4 separate regions of the Mus musculus genome follow, and all the other regions are linked to region 4. The links are chromatin contacts, called in public HiChIP or PLAC-seq and promoter capture Hi-C maps. All regions are on one chromosome and are shown on one strand. The core of a region is the stretch at or near the end of the contact, and the rest is flanking DNA. Distances in the headings are between cores, read along the strand shown.

Region 1 (3,205 bases), core at 497-2,996, 1.3 Mb after region 4:
GAGAAATGAACAGCTGGAATAAATTAGTTCATAAAATATGCTTAACTGGAAGGGCATTTGTTTCCAGGAATGCCCAAAGGGTAAGGGGAAGAATAGGAAGAAGGCAACCAGCAAAGTTCCTCAAGAAGCCTGAGCCCCAGGACTGAATGAGGCCCAAAACTGGATATCATGCCACATTTTGGACAAAGATGTGTGGTTTTCTTCATTTTCCAAGTTAATCAGGAGGGGTCTGATGGCTGCTGCTTTTCAAGATCTGGGTCAGAAAGCTACCTTGAGAATCTATCTGAATGAGAAAACTCTTTCTGAAGTGTAGGCATGAAGATACACTTGTGGCCCTGGTAAAGCTGAGACATTTGTCTGCAGTGCTGGCCCCTGGATTGGGTCTGGATGGGGCTGGCTGGATGATGGGTTGCTGGGAAGTTGCAGGGTAAGCGCTGGCCAACAGCAGGAGCCTGGCTGATTTTAGACTAAATTTTATATTCCCTCACATGTCCATGCCATGAGCTAATAGTTATTTTTATCACATCCCTGTTTCCTCAGTGGACACTTCTGGTATGGAATACCACCTCCTGGGTTCTGATTCGGAGAATCGTCCAGGATGTCAGTCTTGGGTAATACCATCCTATTTAGTTTTTTTCCCCCCACCCAGGTATAGACTATGGGCAAACCACTACACAGTACGGAACCCTTCAGGGCCCAAGATAATAGACTGATGGCTTAAAGATCCCTGCCCCTACAGTCCAGATACTTTTGTTATACAAATGTGCTCTAGAAATGATTTATTTCTGCCCCCCCCTTTGCTTTTGGACAAACACCAAGCTTCACCTACCTCTTCTTCTGGAAGAAAGCTGAGCTCCTTCAGTGAAGGTCTACCTGCTACAGGATTCCTTATCTAAGGGGTTTTGAGAATGAGTGATGCTATGCTCATCTAATATGTGGGAAAATAAATACAAAGCAGAGATTGCTTCATAGCTCATAAATGCAGGAACAGTACTCAAACGTGGCTAATCCTAAACTACCATCCCAAGGGATGTCACTTGGGGATGACCCCAGTGTTAAGAGGAGCAGGAAGAGAGTGAGAAGTTGTCTTTGGAAAAGTCAGAAAGGATCATTTACATCTACTTTTGCACTATCTCACTCTTCCTTAGCAACCCTCTTATGGGATGGGGCCCCGGGGAAAATGACTGTCCTGGGATCTTCCTGGCAGTATCTATCCAGCAAGTCTAGGACTCCCTTTTGGGTCACTTTGGTTCTAAAGCTGATTGTTTGATTTCGGCTCATCCTATACCATTTCCCAGTACTCACTTAAAATAGAGTCACATTCCAAAAGAGCCGTGAGAGTTTGTGTATGCCCTCAGAACAATTCTCATACCCAGTTTTCCACATGAAGCAGCTCAGGTTTCCTGTGCAGAGCTAGGGAGAGTAAAGGAAGTGGGGACATAGGTCTCCCATGCAGAGCTTCAGCAAATACTCCAAGTCACTTGCTTAATATATTAAACTTATATACACATACAACACACACACACACACACACACACACACACACACACACACACACACACACACACACATACACATACACACACACACACACACACACACACACACACACACACGAGTCTTTTGCAGTTGTGGTTAAAGGTAATTTAAAATATGTTCCAGATGTGGCTAGCGGGCAGTTAGGCAGGTCTACAGGCATGGGGAAGCCCCACCATGTGTGTACTCAGCACCCCAGGCTGCTTCAGGAAGTGGGTCTATAGACTCAAAGGTAACAAGCTTCCTTTCCCCTCTGGCTGGAGGAAATGGGATGGGGCGTGGAGCTGCAGCTGTTTTGAACTGGCTGGCTGGGAGGTGGAGCTCTACTCTTCCTGATTCTTCTATATATGGTACAGCTGGTGCTTTTGGAGTTAGACTTGGGTATTCTGAAGCAGTAAACTTGATCTTCTAAATAACTTGATTCCTCTAAATCTCAATATTCTTCTCTGTAAAATGGGGACCATCATTTGCCCTTGAAGAGTTTTTTTCTGAAATAAAAGATGAACTGTGCAAAGAACCTAGAACAGGAAACTAAACTATCATGTCATTATTTCTGGATAGGAATAATAAAACCAAGAGCTTTTAGCCTTTTTCCTTTAACAGTTCCCAAGTCCTAAAAGAAAATGGATCCCAAAGAATATTTTTAACTTCCCTCAGTCATGCCGACAGAGGTGAATGCCAATTGCTCTCCATGAAGAGGAGGTAGCAAGGGTATGATGGGGGATATAGAGGTTGCAGGGAGAGGAGAGAGACATCAGCAGCTGTGGAGAAGGGGAACTTGGGAGTTGCAGAGATATTTGCAAGGATGCATTACAGGAGGCTGTGCTTGGCTATGTGAAATGTCTTCCCTTCACCTCCATCTAGACCCTGTACTTCCAGGTTAGGGTTTGTCATTCCCGTTAATGACAAGCCCAACAACTCAAAGGTGGAGCCAAGTAGTTCAGTCTTCTTTATGTTACTTTCAAGAGTCTCTATATTGTGTATGGGTGTTCCACATTCTCCTGCGGTTGATCAGTACACATGAGGTCATTTCTGACTGTTGCTATGAGGGTACCTGATCTGGAGTAAAAAGAATCATTTACCTCCTGTCTACCTGGAACAGATCTGACAATGACCTCCAGATCCACCCCAGGGAAGGCTGAGGCGAGTCTTGAAGGTTGATATGGGATATGACACATATGCACATGAGATCATATTGGGATCTCTAGACTCATCCTTGGTCCCGACCTTGGCCACTTCCTGTGGTCTCTCTACGCTTCAGGTTTTTTAAATGAGAGGCAGCAGTGCTGACTGCTGGGTTGTTTAGAAGAGAACTATTGTCCAAAGTGTTTCATTAATGATGCTGTGCTGGAAATGCCAGCTCTCCTGCCACCACCTCTCACTGCTTACAGATTTTAGTATTGATCTTGGATAGATTAAAGAAAAAAATGGAGTGTTTATATTAAACACCATATAGGACATAGAGACTTTTAATGTCCTGTAACACTCATTTCCAGTAAGGAGAAAATGCAAGGCTTTCTGAAATGAAACACTCTTCTGAGGCAGTTATTTGAACTTAATTTTACTACCTGCCTTGTGTAGACAGGGCTTTTCTATGGGGAGTAAATGACTCACCCCGCAAGCTTTTCCAACAACAGTGAAAAGTTATAGCTATTTGATTTCCCCAATA
Region 2 (3,638 bases), core at 620-3,119, 1.0 Mb before region 4:
GGTTTGCTGGCCTAAGTCTCCAAAACTCTCTGTCCCCTCAGAGTCATGAAGTTAATTCCAGGACCAGGTTGAAGGTTGGCCTGTCTATGAAATAAATCCAGGGACTGTGTATGTTGGTGAGGCTGCAGAGATGGAGAAACTGCTACTCACTGTAGGTGGGGATGCACATTGGTATCACCGTCATAAATTAATATAAAGGCGCCTCAAAACACTGTGAGTAGAGCAGTGTGGCCCAAGTATCCCAGTGCTGATTATAAATGCAATGGAAGAGAGACAGCCACTATTCACCAAAGCCAAGATCCAGGTCACCTGAGTCCAGAGCAAATGAATAGGGAAACTGTCACACAGATACAAAATGGACCACTAGTCAGTCATGAAAAAAAGAAAAAGAAAAAAATGTCTTTTGTTCATGGCCACATGGATAGAACTGAGTGTTCCCAAAGCACATTACCACATAACCAGGCACTGAGGCTCCGCTAGGTAACTGTCTAAGGGACAGAAAGCTTCCAAAACTGTTCAAGAGAGGCCCTGGGAACAAGGGGACCTCTTCTTTGTTCTGGCCACTTCTTACAACTGTCCTCGAATCCTAATGGGCAGCGGCATTGTGTACGAAAGAAACCCTGACGCTCCGGGACAATCCTGCTTACATCAGGACTGCCCGGCATGCACCTTTGAGACGAGATAGCCAGGTGTCAGACCAAAGACTGCTAGACTTGTCGTCTGAACCTAGCTTCCCAGAATAGGCTCCTCTCCCACCCCGAGAGCCTGCATGAAGCCGGGGGCGGGATAAAACACCTGTGCTCTGCAACACACAGGTCGACAGTGTGCAGTGTGCTGCTAGGTGCTGGCAGATCTGCTAAGAGAAGCCAGGCTGGGAAGGAAGGTGGGAACTGCTGCGGGACCCTTGGCAGTATCCAGTGCATTTCCCACGGAACCCTGACCTACCCACTGAGGCAGCCGACAAAGCCTGAGTGTGACTTGTCCAGGCAGTCTGTCTATTCATCGTCTTAATCTCCTAAAAACTACGCTATGACATACTAACTTGAAAAATAAGTAAAAAGAAATTCAAGGGGCTAGGGCTCTAGTTCAGTTGCAGTGTTGGCCTAGTATGCAAACGCCTGGGTTTGAGCTTCACCATCTCTCCTCCCCCACAATAAGGACATTTATAACTAACCCTAAACAGAACATCCGGTAATGAACAGTGTATCCAGGAACCAAACTCTTGTGTTAGGCTGACTCTGAAGTCATACTATAATAAAATGAAATGAAAGAAATAATCTAATTTTTTTTAGTATATTTGTGTTTTGTGTGTGTGTGTGTGTTACTGTGCACACGAGTGCATGTGTGTCCCTTCCCAGAGACAACTTCAGGACTCAGCTCCCCCCACCCCCACCCTGGATCTCACCTTTCCCTGGGAGCCTCCCCTTCAACCTGGAAGTAGCTATGATAAAGATCCCCCCCTCCTCCTCAAGAAGCCCAGAGTCTGGGCTGTTGAGCTGCTCTTCAGCTCACCTGAGGCTTTATCACATGGGCTCTGCTGTTTGGGACAGGACTGAATCAGCCCAGGGAGTGGCTTGCCTGAATCAAAAGTACAGTTTCAATGACGACCATGGTAACTGGCGCTCAGGCTGCACCCCGAGTTCCTCAAGCATTCAGAAGCCTATGAACTCAACCCGTTCCCATGACACTCTTCACTAGAGATCAGAACTCACCCCTGATCACAGGAGAGGACTCTGAGCCTGAGAGATGACAGGCAGAGCTCATAACATTTCACAGGAAATTGAAACTACAGCGTGAACCCAAGTCAATTCCAACTCATTCTATGAGCTACTTCTTAGTGCAATGCAGGGTGCCACCCAGTGGCCTGTCTTCTATTTGGCATTACGTCAGAGGCAGTCCACAGGGACACTGTGAAGGACCGCTGCTTGCTTCATGTGACAGATAGTCCTGGTCTGGTGCCATCAAAGCAGCAGCAGAAGTGTGTGTATGTGGGGAGGTAGGGGGGTGTCTCTGGGTTCCCATCACATGCTAATTGTAGTAGATTAAATGGTGGTCTCTCCCACCCCCCACTCTTCACTCAGAGCCTGTGCTGGATGGTGACCTTGCTTGATAAAATGACTTTACAAGTTAAGGATCTTGAGATAAGAGCCTTCTGGATTACCGAGGTGGGCCCTAGATCTAAGGACAAGAGTCCTTCTGACAACAGAAGAGGAAAGAGGGCGTGGCATAGCAGTAAACCGCATACTTCAGGCCTAGAGCCGAATTCCCCAGCATAGAAATCCGGGGTGGGAAAGAAGACAGGCATACGAATATGGCCTTGTGAAGTCAGAAGTAGTGACTAGGCATGTGCTAGGAAGCCCTGGGCTACCCAAAGTGAGAAGGGTCACAGAAGGGTCCTCTGGCTACTAATTCTGCTGCCAACATCTTGCTTTTAGACTTCTGGCCTCCAAAAATAGATGAGAAATTTCTGTTTTTTAAGCCCTCAGCTAGTGGTCATTTGTCTCAGCAGTCACAGGAAACTAACCTACGTTACAGTTTTAGCTATCCATGAATGGGCCCGTCTCTCCAATGACCACACAGCTTTACCTGTGTTTCACCGGACACCTTGCACGGTCACTGGCACACAACGTGTCACTGTTTATCAAATGAACAGGTCCATGTGTCCCAGGAGGCTGATGACAGTATTAGATGTGTTTCTGGGTGCTTCCTATCTGGAGGACGACACTGGCCTAGGCCAGGGAACCACACCACAGATTCATCTTAAGGTATCATATGGAGCTGAGCCCTCAGATCCAGCAGCTGTATGGCTGTGCCTCACATGGACCAGGGACCACTGCCTGAACAGGCAAATCTAAGACACACTATAGGGCTGGAGATAGGATGAGATACCCATGCAGTGGGTGGCGGCAGACACAAACGACCCTCTCCTCGTCCCCCTTTCCTCTCTGTCTTCCAATGGTCTCAGTATTTAAAATCATTGTGAAACCCTTAGAATTATCAGAACGCTCTGTTTAGTAGATCGTCGGGCACTACAGTGCTTCACAAAGGCTGGTGCATCCTCACACTAACGCATAAGCCACTCATCGCTTCTCTCTATTAGATCTTCCGTGGGAAAGCTGGCAAGGCTGAGCTGTGTGCTAAGCACTTTTCTCATGGGGTGAATCACAAAGAGCCGGAGCAGAATATGTGGCCCCACCTACGGAAGATGCTCAACCTTCGCGCCAGCCGCAGTCTTTCCCCCCAATGCATCTGAGTAGTCCACACGTACTTCCCCTCTGCTTCATTTAAGATCTTCCTTAATTTGAGCCACAGAATACATTTTTCAAAGGCCCCATGAAGACCCTGGAATATAACAGTTTTATTACTACTAAGTCAAAAGGCCTTTCCCTGTCCTCACTCAGTAATGCCATCCCAACTCCATATCCTTAATTCTTTACTACCGTGGATCAGGTGGGCACTGTCATAGACTTGGGCTTCTGTGACTTTGAGCTGATGGGACTATCTTCCTAGGAGAGGTCTTGGTATTTAGCGGTTTGTTTGCTGTGCGGGGAAACAAACTTTCCCGATGTTACACAGTTGCAAAATGGCCACGGAAAGCATGCGTTCACCAGAGTGGTCCCTGTGGTAGATGAGGTTGG
Region 3 (3,377 bases), core at 372-2,871, 1.3 Mb after region 4:
AGTCATTTGGAAAAGTTGCTCAGTTGACAATCATTTAAAAGTTGAAATGGGAAATGTGGCTCACAACATGAATTCAAGCAAGCACAGGCAAGAGGTTTCCATGAACCTGGAGCTTCGAGCCATTGTGGAAGTAGACTGCACATTGATGGCTTCTAATTGGTAAGCAGAATAAAGCAGGTTTCACAGAAACATGTTTTTACATGCATATTTAGAAAATAGATATTTATACTGCAAGGCATACCAGATCCTTCTTGCCCAAGCATGTTACTGTTAAAACAAGTTTGAGTTGTAAACAATTGGGTTAAACAACAATTATTGACTGAAAAATAATGTATTAATTTCTAAAAAGAAAAATTTGTCACAAAATAAGTGGTTGGGAATTTGACCTGAGTAACAGCTGGTTGCAGCATCACCCAGGACTTTTTTTTTTTTTTTTTGCTTTAGACATCATAAATCTTAAATTTGAATGATAGAAGAAAGACACGTGTATTTTTGAAATTCACAGACAAATTTTCCCATAATCAACCCTGTCCCCTTGTCGCTAACTTAGTGTGACCAGGAGAAGAATTATTCTGCCTTCGTTTTGAAGCTGTATGGGGAGAATGGAGGTGTTCTAAGAGAGGAGAGTCCCTTCTGGAGCATACGTATGCGTTTGAGGCATTTCAGATTCATTTGGAGCGAAGAAAAATTTTGCAAGTACTCTCTTTAGTTTTCTGTCGGAAAGTTTCAACTAGAGATGTCACAACACAGTGAGATGAAGTTGATACGCAATATCTATTTCTTGATTTACATGATTAAAGCATTAGAGAAGTGGCTCAGATATCAAAAGATTTCTCATAAGTGGCCGTGCCAAAGGTAATTACTGTTAGAATGTGCATGCTTGAACCCAGTTGCCTGTCAACCTCTCAGTTGTTTACAACTTGGTGGCTTTGAATAAAAGTTTTCATTACACGCTGGGGTAGCCCATGCACCTTCTTCTTTTTTTTTTTTTTTTCACCACTTTCATATAAAAACTATCTTTCTAATTTCTTATCTCCAATAGCCTTCGGGAAAGTGTTAACTTTTAATTTTAAGAAGTGATGCTGGAGATGTCCCATGTCAGTATTTTTCATCATAAAATAGCTGTTTTTTTTTTTTAAAGTGGAAGTAGTCTTTTAAAGACAATGCTAAAACTTATACCCATAAGAAATGTTGGTTACGTCATGCAAATGCTTTCCAGCTAGTTATTAGAAAGGGCACAAAACTCCACTGTAAGCCAGGGCAGTTATGGGGGGAGGGGAGGAAAAGGAAGGGGGAGAGGGCTTGTTATTCTTAATCTTTTATTGACTGGTTTCTTTTATCCTAGTGTGTCCTTATTATTTAGAAAAAAAAAATTAAAAAGTGACCCAGAGCTCCACCCATTTGCACCTAAATCCTGGAATAGGTGATGACCTCGTACAACCTGGCTCAGCACATGCCCCCAAACTAAAACAAACAAACTCATTTGCCATACAAATTGTTTACGATTCATTAAAAAGCAAAATTGCATATCCCGGAGCTGGCAGCTGAGGCCGAGTCTCCATGGGCGGAGGGGGCATTCACTGAGTTGCCTTTGTATGCCGGGAGGACCAAGCCGGAGGTTCCCACTATGAGCCTGGAGTCTGAGCAGCCAGATGACACAGGAGGTAATTTTTAAAGCTTTATTTGCCTTTAATGTGAAATTCAGATCTTGAACTGTCTTTTGCTAGAGGAACGATGTAAACCAGGAGTTTTCTTTTCCTTTTTTTTCACTTTGGAAAAATTGTTTGGGCTAGTAAGGTGGCGATCTTGTGGGTGAAGGAGTGAGGGCTATTCAAGGAGAGAGAACTAAAGAAATAAAATGTAAAATTTGTATTCTTTTCATTAGTTGTTTCATCCTTCAGAAAAGCTTTTCCTTAGTTTGCCACCAAAACTGGAAAATTTACATCAGAATTATTTGTAACTGGTAGGTCTAAAATTCTATGGTGTGCAATTGCCCTTAAGGGAACTAAAATTTTGATTTATTTCCTGTGGTATTTCCTACATCTTCTCTAAAGAGCTTGTAGATTTCTCACCCCTTATTCAAAGCAAAAATCAAGAGGCACTGAAGTCCCGAGAAACTTCTTTTCAGTATGCAGCCTAAACAGCAGCGTGTGAGCTTTCTGTATTGTTTATCTTGAGTCAAATGCATTGCTAAGTGTTCCCACCACTTTTATACACTATATTCCCTGTGGTAAAACATCTGCAAAATAATTTTAGATGAAGAGCAACTTCCAAGTAAACTTTACAGAAAAGAAATTACAGTTTTCCAAACTAGGAAAGAGAGAGAGAGAAAGAACGCGCTTGCTCTAGAGAAGCCTTTGGTGATATTTGCAAGAAATAAAAAAGATGACAGGATTTACCATTAACAGTCTATAAAATCTAGGACCGCCTAAGTACAGTAAGGGAAAAGAATGTTTTTCCCGAGAGCAGGTCCCCCCCCCCTTTTTTTCAAGCTTACAACTTAGCGTAGAAAATAATTGCCAATCTAATCAGTAAATTCATTTGTAGTGCTTAACAAGCTGTGTGAATCGAAGCAATATGACCATCTCATACAAGCAAACCTTGTTCTTGCTGGCAGAAAGTCTAATGGGAAAATAAATGCCTTGAATACGCTCAGGGTCGTAAGAGATAGAGGACTGCGAATCTCATTAGCCAAAAGCGCTCTGTGATACTGTTCTGTAGCCACTGGTAAAGTTTCAGACGTCTAGGTAAGAAATTACGAGAGAAAATAGACAAGTACACACATACCCACAACTACTTTTACTCAAGTCCTTGGAATGGACATACTGAGTCCCAGGCAGCAGCCGAATAGAATCCTGCAGTAGCTCACTTTTAAAAGTCTCAGTCTTCCGAATTCCTACGCCTTGCCAAAAGGATAGCACCATTTGTCCAGGAAGGGAGAGTGCTTTTTTCTGTAGATCGTACAGTGAACCATGCCCTGTTTTGAAATCCCAGTCCTCAGACTCCCCCTACAACATCACACACACTCTCCTTTTCTTAAACTGATATCTATGTGAAACGAGCTGAAGTTCACGGTCCAGTTAGGAACGGATAATACATTCATTGTCCTGGAAGCAAACTTTTTTTTTTTCTCACTCCCTGGATGAATTCACGCTTGCTGTAAGAATAATAATTACGGAAAACTAGGAATGCGGTGCTAACGAATTAATCCTTAACGGACACCACCCTAACGAGGACAGCAATGATTCTGGGACTCTCTTCCTCACAGGACAAGCGTCTCCTGTGACAATGAGCTATTGTCCATCCTCCCACTTCACCCCAACCCTTAGAGATCCCAGAAGTCAAAGGTTGTCTGGCCTGGTTGACCATGACATGTG
Region 4 (3,181 bases), core at 595-3,094:
TGGTAAAAATCAGGAATGAATAAGAAACCAAAGTAGTAGTGGGGACTACAGTCTACAAGGCCACTTGTAGTCAATGTGAACTACACATACAAAGCTGGAACAGAGGTCGGAAAAACTTGCCCGTCTCATGTGTGCTAAAGATTACAATATACTTTAGTTTTCCAACTATGCTCTGTTTTGAGACAGGGTCTCCCAGTGTAGCCCTGGCTGGCCTGGAACTCAAAAATCTACCTGCCAGCCTCTTCTCCCCAGTGGGAAGTCCTACGGCCAAGCTACACCCAGCTCCAATTGTTTCTAAGCTATGTGACTAGAAGTTTCAAGGTAAAACTTTAAACGGGAGCGGGGGAGGGAGGAAGAGAGATACGGCAATACCTGTGATACTTTATAGAAATTTATTTTTTATTTGGAACATCTAGAAGAAAGATAATCCTTCTATTCCAATATTCCAAAAATATGAACGAGTTTCAAATATAGGTACCCAAGTAGTAAGTAGTTGAGGTACACACAAATTGATTCAAACTCTACCCCTAAACATTTCACCCCAGTTCACTGTACACTGCAGGGAAACCATTTCTGGGAACCAACTCAGGAAAAACTGGACAACTGGCAAAATTTCCCATCTTATCTGCAACTTAAATTTTTGTCTCTTGGCCCCTTAAATGTTCTTGATGAAATGACCTGTTAGGAATGATAAACCAGCCTTCGCAAAACTGTCAGACTTCCCCCAAGCACTAATGACTCCGGAAAGGTGTCTTCCTGGGAGCCAGTGAGAGAAAAGTCATCAGCCAGCTCAAACAGCGGCCGTCATCTCGGCCAGCCACCCAATCTGGGACCCTCTAAACAGCCAGCCAGCACTGATGGTCACCAAGAGCGCGACACTTTCCCGGGTGCCCAATCTTATGTTCTCCACGTCCCTTCTCAGAGCTTTCAGTCAAAAAAGCCTCTCCAGAACTATAACCCAAGCTTCGCACAATGAACTTAGCCCTAAGTCTTCTTGACCAAATGACACCGTGAATCCTCAGTCCCACTACTTTTCAAATCTGTGTACAATGATAGGATTCAACTCTTCTTTCAAGAAAAACGTGAAACAATAAAAACAAACTCTTGGGCGCAGGGTTAAGACACGTGGCGCCGTACACACTTCTGGAGAAACTGTAAGTCAAGAAAATGCGCGGTAAAATTTCGCAAGCCCCGACCCAGGACACTGCGATCACAAACATCTCTTCTCCCGGCCAGCCTCTCCCATTACGAAAGGCGTGGGCAGAGGGGCACTTGGGTCCTGGGTGTGCCACCCCGGGGGTCGCCGCGCCCGCCGGCAGTCCCTCGCAGCGCAGCCCGAGCCTAAGGGGCCCTCCCCACCGTCAGCACCTGCCGCGCAGCCCCGGGCCCTGAACCCCGGGCGCTCCTTACCCGGTCATGGCCCTTCGCGAGTCCGCGGCGCCGCCGCCGGGGAGACCAGCCGGGCAGAGTGCGGGCGCGACAGGTGAGCCCGGCCGCCGTCCCGGGAGAGGGATCGCTGGTGGGCGCCTCCCGCGGGGGAGTGACCATTCGTCCGCGGAGCGGGAGCCGGGCCGCCGCTCGGTCCTGCCCGCCGCGGCACCACTACATCCCCGGCGCAGCCCGGCCGGGAAGGCTACGGGCGCACAGCGGTGGCGGCGCTCCCGAGCCGCAGGGTCCCCGCACGGCCGCCGAGGGGGAACTTGGCGCGTTTTCCTCAGTCTCAGGACCCCCGCGAGTGAACCCCCGCCCGCGCCAGCGTCGCGGCTGGAGGTGGCGTCCACGGAAAGTGCCGGTTCTCCTCTCCACGTTGCAGAGGCGCGAAAGGCGCGAGCCGCCGCGCGACCGCCCCTCGCCCCCGGCACGCTCGGCTCCGGAACCAGCTGGAACGGTAGTTCCTCCCGGGGCCTAACGGGTTCTGCAGTTTAAACAGCGCAGGCAGCGGCACGGGCAGCTCGCGCGGGTCCTCGCAGAGGCGCGCGCTGCGCAGGAGGCCGGGCTGGCGCGCAGGAGGCTCACTCGCTCGCTCACGCCCTCTTTTTTTTTTTTTTTTTTTTTTTTTTTAATTCTTTTTAAACATTAGCACTCGCGAGTTGAAGGGGAGGGAGCTTACGGGTCGGGAGATGGGACAGGGAGTGACTGGGACAAGCCCCTTCCTCAGGTGCTCAAATGCGCCAATCCAGGCTGAACAATTTCCAAAACCTCATTCCTCCGCCCCACCAGGAAGAGCCAATCAAAAAGTACCTATACGAATAAAACAATTAGCCGGCAGAGAAGACAGTCTGACCAATAAAAAAAGTACAAGGAACGAGGCCCAGCCAATCCCGGGAGAGCATACGGCGCCCTGGAGCGGCTCTTTGCAAGCTCATTGGCGCTCCAGTGCGCGCTTTCTCTGCCGAGGTTAGGGTTCCGCTTTCCGTTTTGTTAGCATGGGGAGGTGGCGAGCCCGGAGGGTGTGGCTTCTGGGCCGAGGCCCCGGTGCAGGCCCGCCTCTTTCTTTCTTTTTTTTTTTTTTTCTTCCCCCTCCTGGCGTGCCCTCTCCGGAAGGGTTACCAAAGACGCTCGGAAAATGGCTGATGCGCTTTGCTAGCTGCTCGGCGCCCGCTGGGCGTCCAGTTTACCGAGGAAGCCGCGGTCCACCCTATCTCAAGTTGTGCGTTAAGAATGAGCACTGCCTTAGCTAGACAGTGCACAGCCGAACGCCTTGGAGCCTCGGGTCCTTCTCCCCTCTCGCAGGCTGCACAAGGGTTTTAGTTCTCAGGCTGGTCTCGCGGCTGGAGCTTCAACGGGTTCTGGCGCGAGCCGGTACCGAATGACCCACAGGCAGCCGCACAGCCTCACCCGGTTTGGGCTTGGTTCTGTATGCTCTGTCTTTTGTGAGATGATCTCACAGTGCGGTACTACAGCTGATGAGAACTCAGTACAAATCCGTTCAAGTGGGGTTTTTTTGTTGTTTTTTAAATGTCCACTGTGTGCGTTGCCCTGTTTAATGCCCATCGTGAGTTGGTCTGTTGAATGGCCACGGTGTGTGTTGCTCGGTTTAGTACCCACTGTGTGCGTTGCCCTGTTTAGTGCCCTCCGTGTGTGTTGCCCTGTTTAATGCCCTGTTGAACTATTTTCAGCATGGTAGGGATAACAAGCGAAGGGAATGTACTCCATGATCTACAGTCTACTGAAGACCGAA

What was found. Promoter capture Hi-C pulls out the DNA fragments that hold promoters and counts their contacts. HiChIP or PLAC-seq counts read pairs in DNA pulled down with a chosen protein or histone mark.
Region 1: a contact with region 4 is called in an H3K4me3 HiChIP or PLAC-seq map of embryonic limb bud, with 4 times the contacts expected there. The contact joins the enhancer-like site here to the promoter of Usp1 in region 4. A contact is called at or near these places in 1 of 39 promoter capture datasets (hippocampal neurons) and 2 of 115 datasets of contacts at active chromatin or transcription factors (astrocytes and embryonic limb bud).
Region 2: a contact with region 4 is called in a promoter capture Hi-C map of liver, with 2.8 times the contacts expected there. The contact joins the enhancer-like site here to the promoter of Usp1 in region 4. A contact is called at or near these places in 2 of 39 promoter capture datasets (both in liver), 2 of 484 Hi-C or Micro-C datasets (the C10 cell line and the G1E-ER4 cell line) and 1 of 115 datasets of contacts at active chromatin or transcription factors (astrocytes).
Region 3: a promoter capture Hi-C map of hippocampal neurons shows a contact between it and region 4, with 5 times the contacts expected there. The contact joins the promoter of E130114P18Rik here to the promoter of Usp1 in region 4. A contact is called at or near these places in 9 of 39 promoter capture datasets (the 3T3-L1 cell line, 3T3-L1-derived adipocytes, cranial neural crest and 5 more) and 1 of 115 datasets of contacts at active chromatin or transcription factors (astrocytes).

What each region holds. Positions count from the first base shown.
Region 1 is chr4:97,656,307-97,659,511 of GRCm38.p6, reverse strand. It overlaps a transcript of Nfia not described here. Among named protein-coding and RNA genes, the nearest start is that of E130114P18Rik, 73 kb to the right of the region's middle. Within about 2 kb of position 1,746, at least 48 of the 459 cell types and tissues checked have an H3K27ac peak or open chromatin away from gene starts, as enhancers often do. A contact at or near this core is called in embryonic limb bud, where this site is marked.
Region 2 is chr4:99,940,417-99,944,054 of GRCm38.p6, reverse strand. The region is part of intron 1 of Pgm1 (phosphoglucomutase 1); the gene reads right to left. Among named protein-coding and RNA genes, the nearest start is that of BC062258, 12 kb to the right of the region's middle. Within about 2 kb of position 1,869, at least 57 of the 459 cell types and tissues checked have an H3K27ac peak or open chromatin away from gene starts, as enhancers often do. A contact at or near this core is called in the G1E-ER4 cell line and liver, where this site is marked.
Region 3 is chr4:97,582,835-97,586,211 of GRCm38.p6, reverse strand. E130114P18Rik (RIKEN cDNA E130114P18 gene) reads left to right here and starts at 1,621. Exons shown (of 3, transcript NR_015513.2): 1 at 1,621-1,664. It also overlaps a transcript of Nfia not described here.
Region 4 is chr4:98,922,473-98,925,653 of GRCm38.p6, reverse strand. Usp1 (ubiquitin specific peptidase 1) reads right to left here and starts at 1,844. Exons shown (of 9, transcript NM_001301414.1): 1 at 1,411-1,844.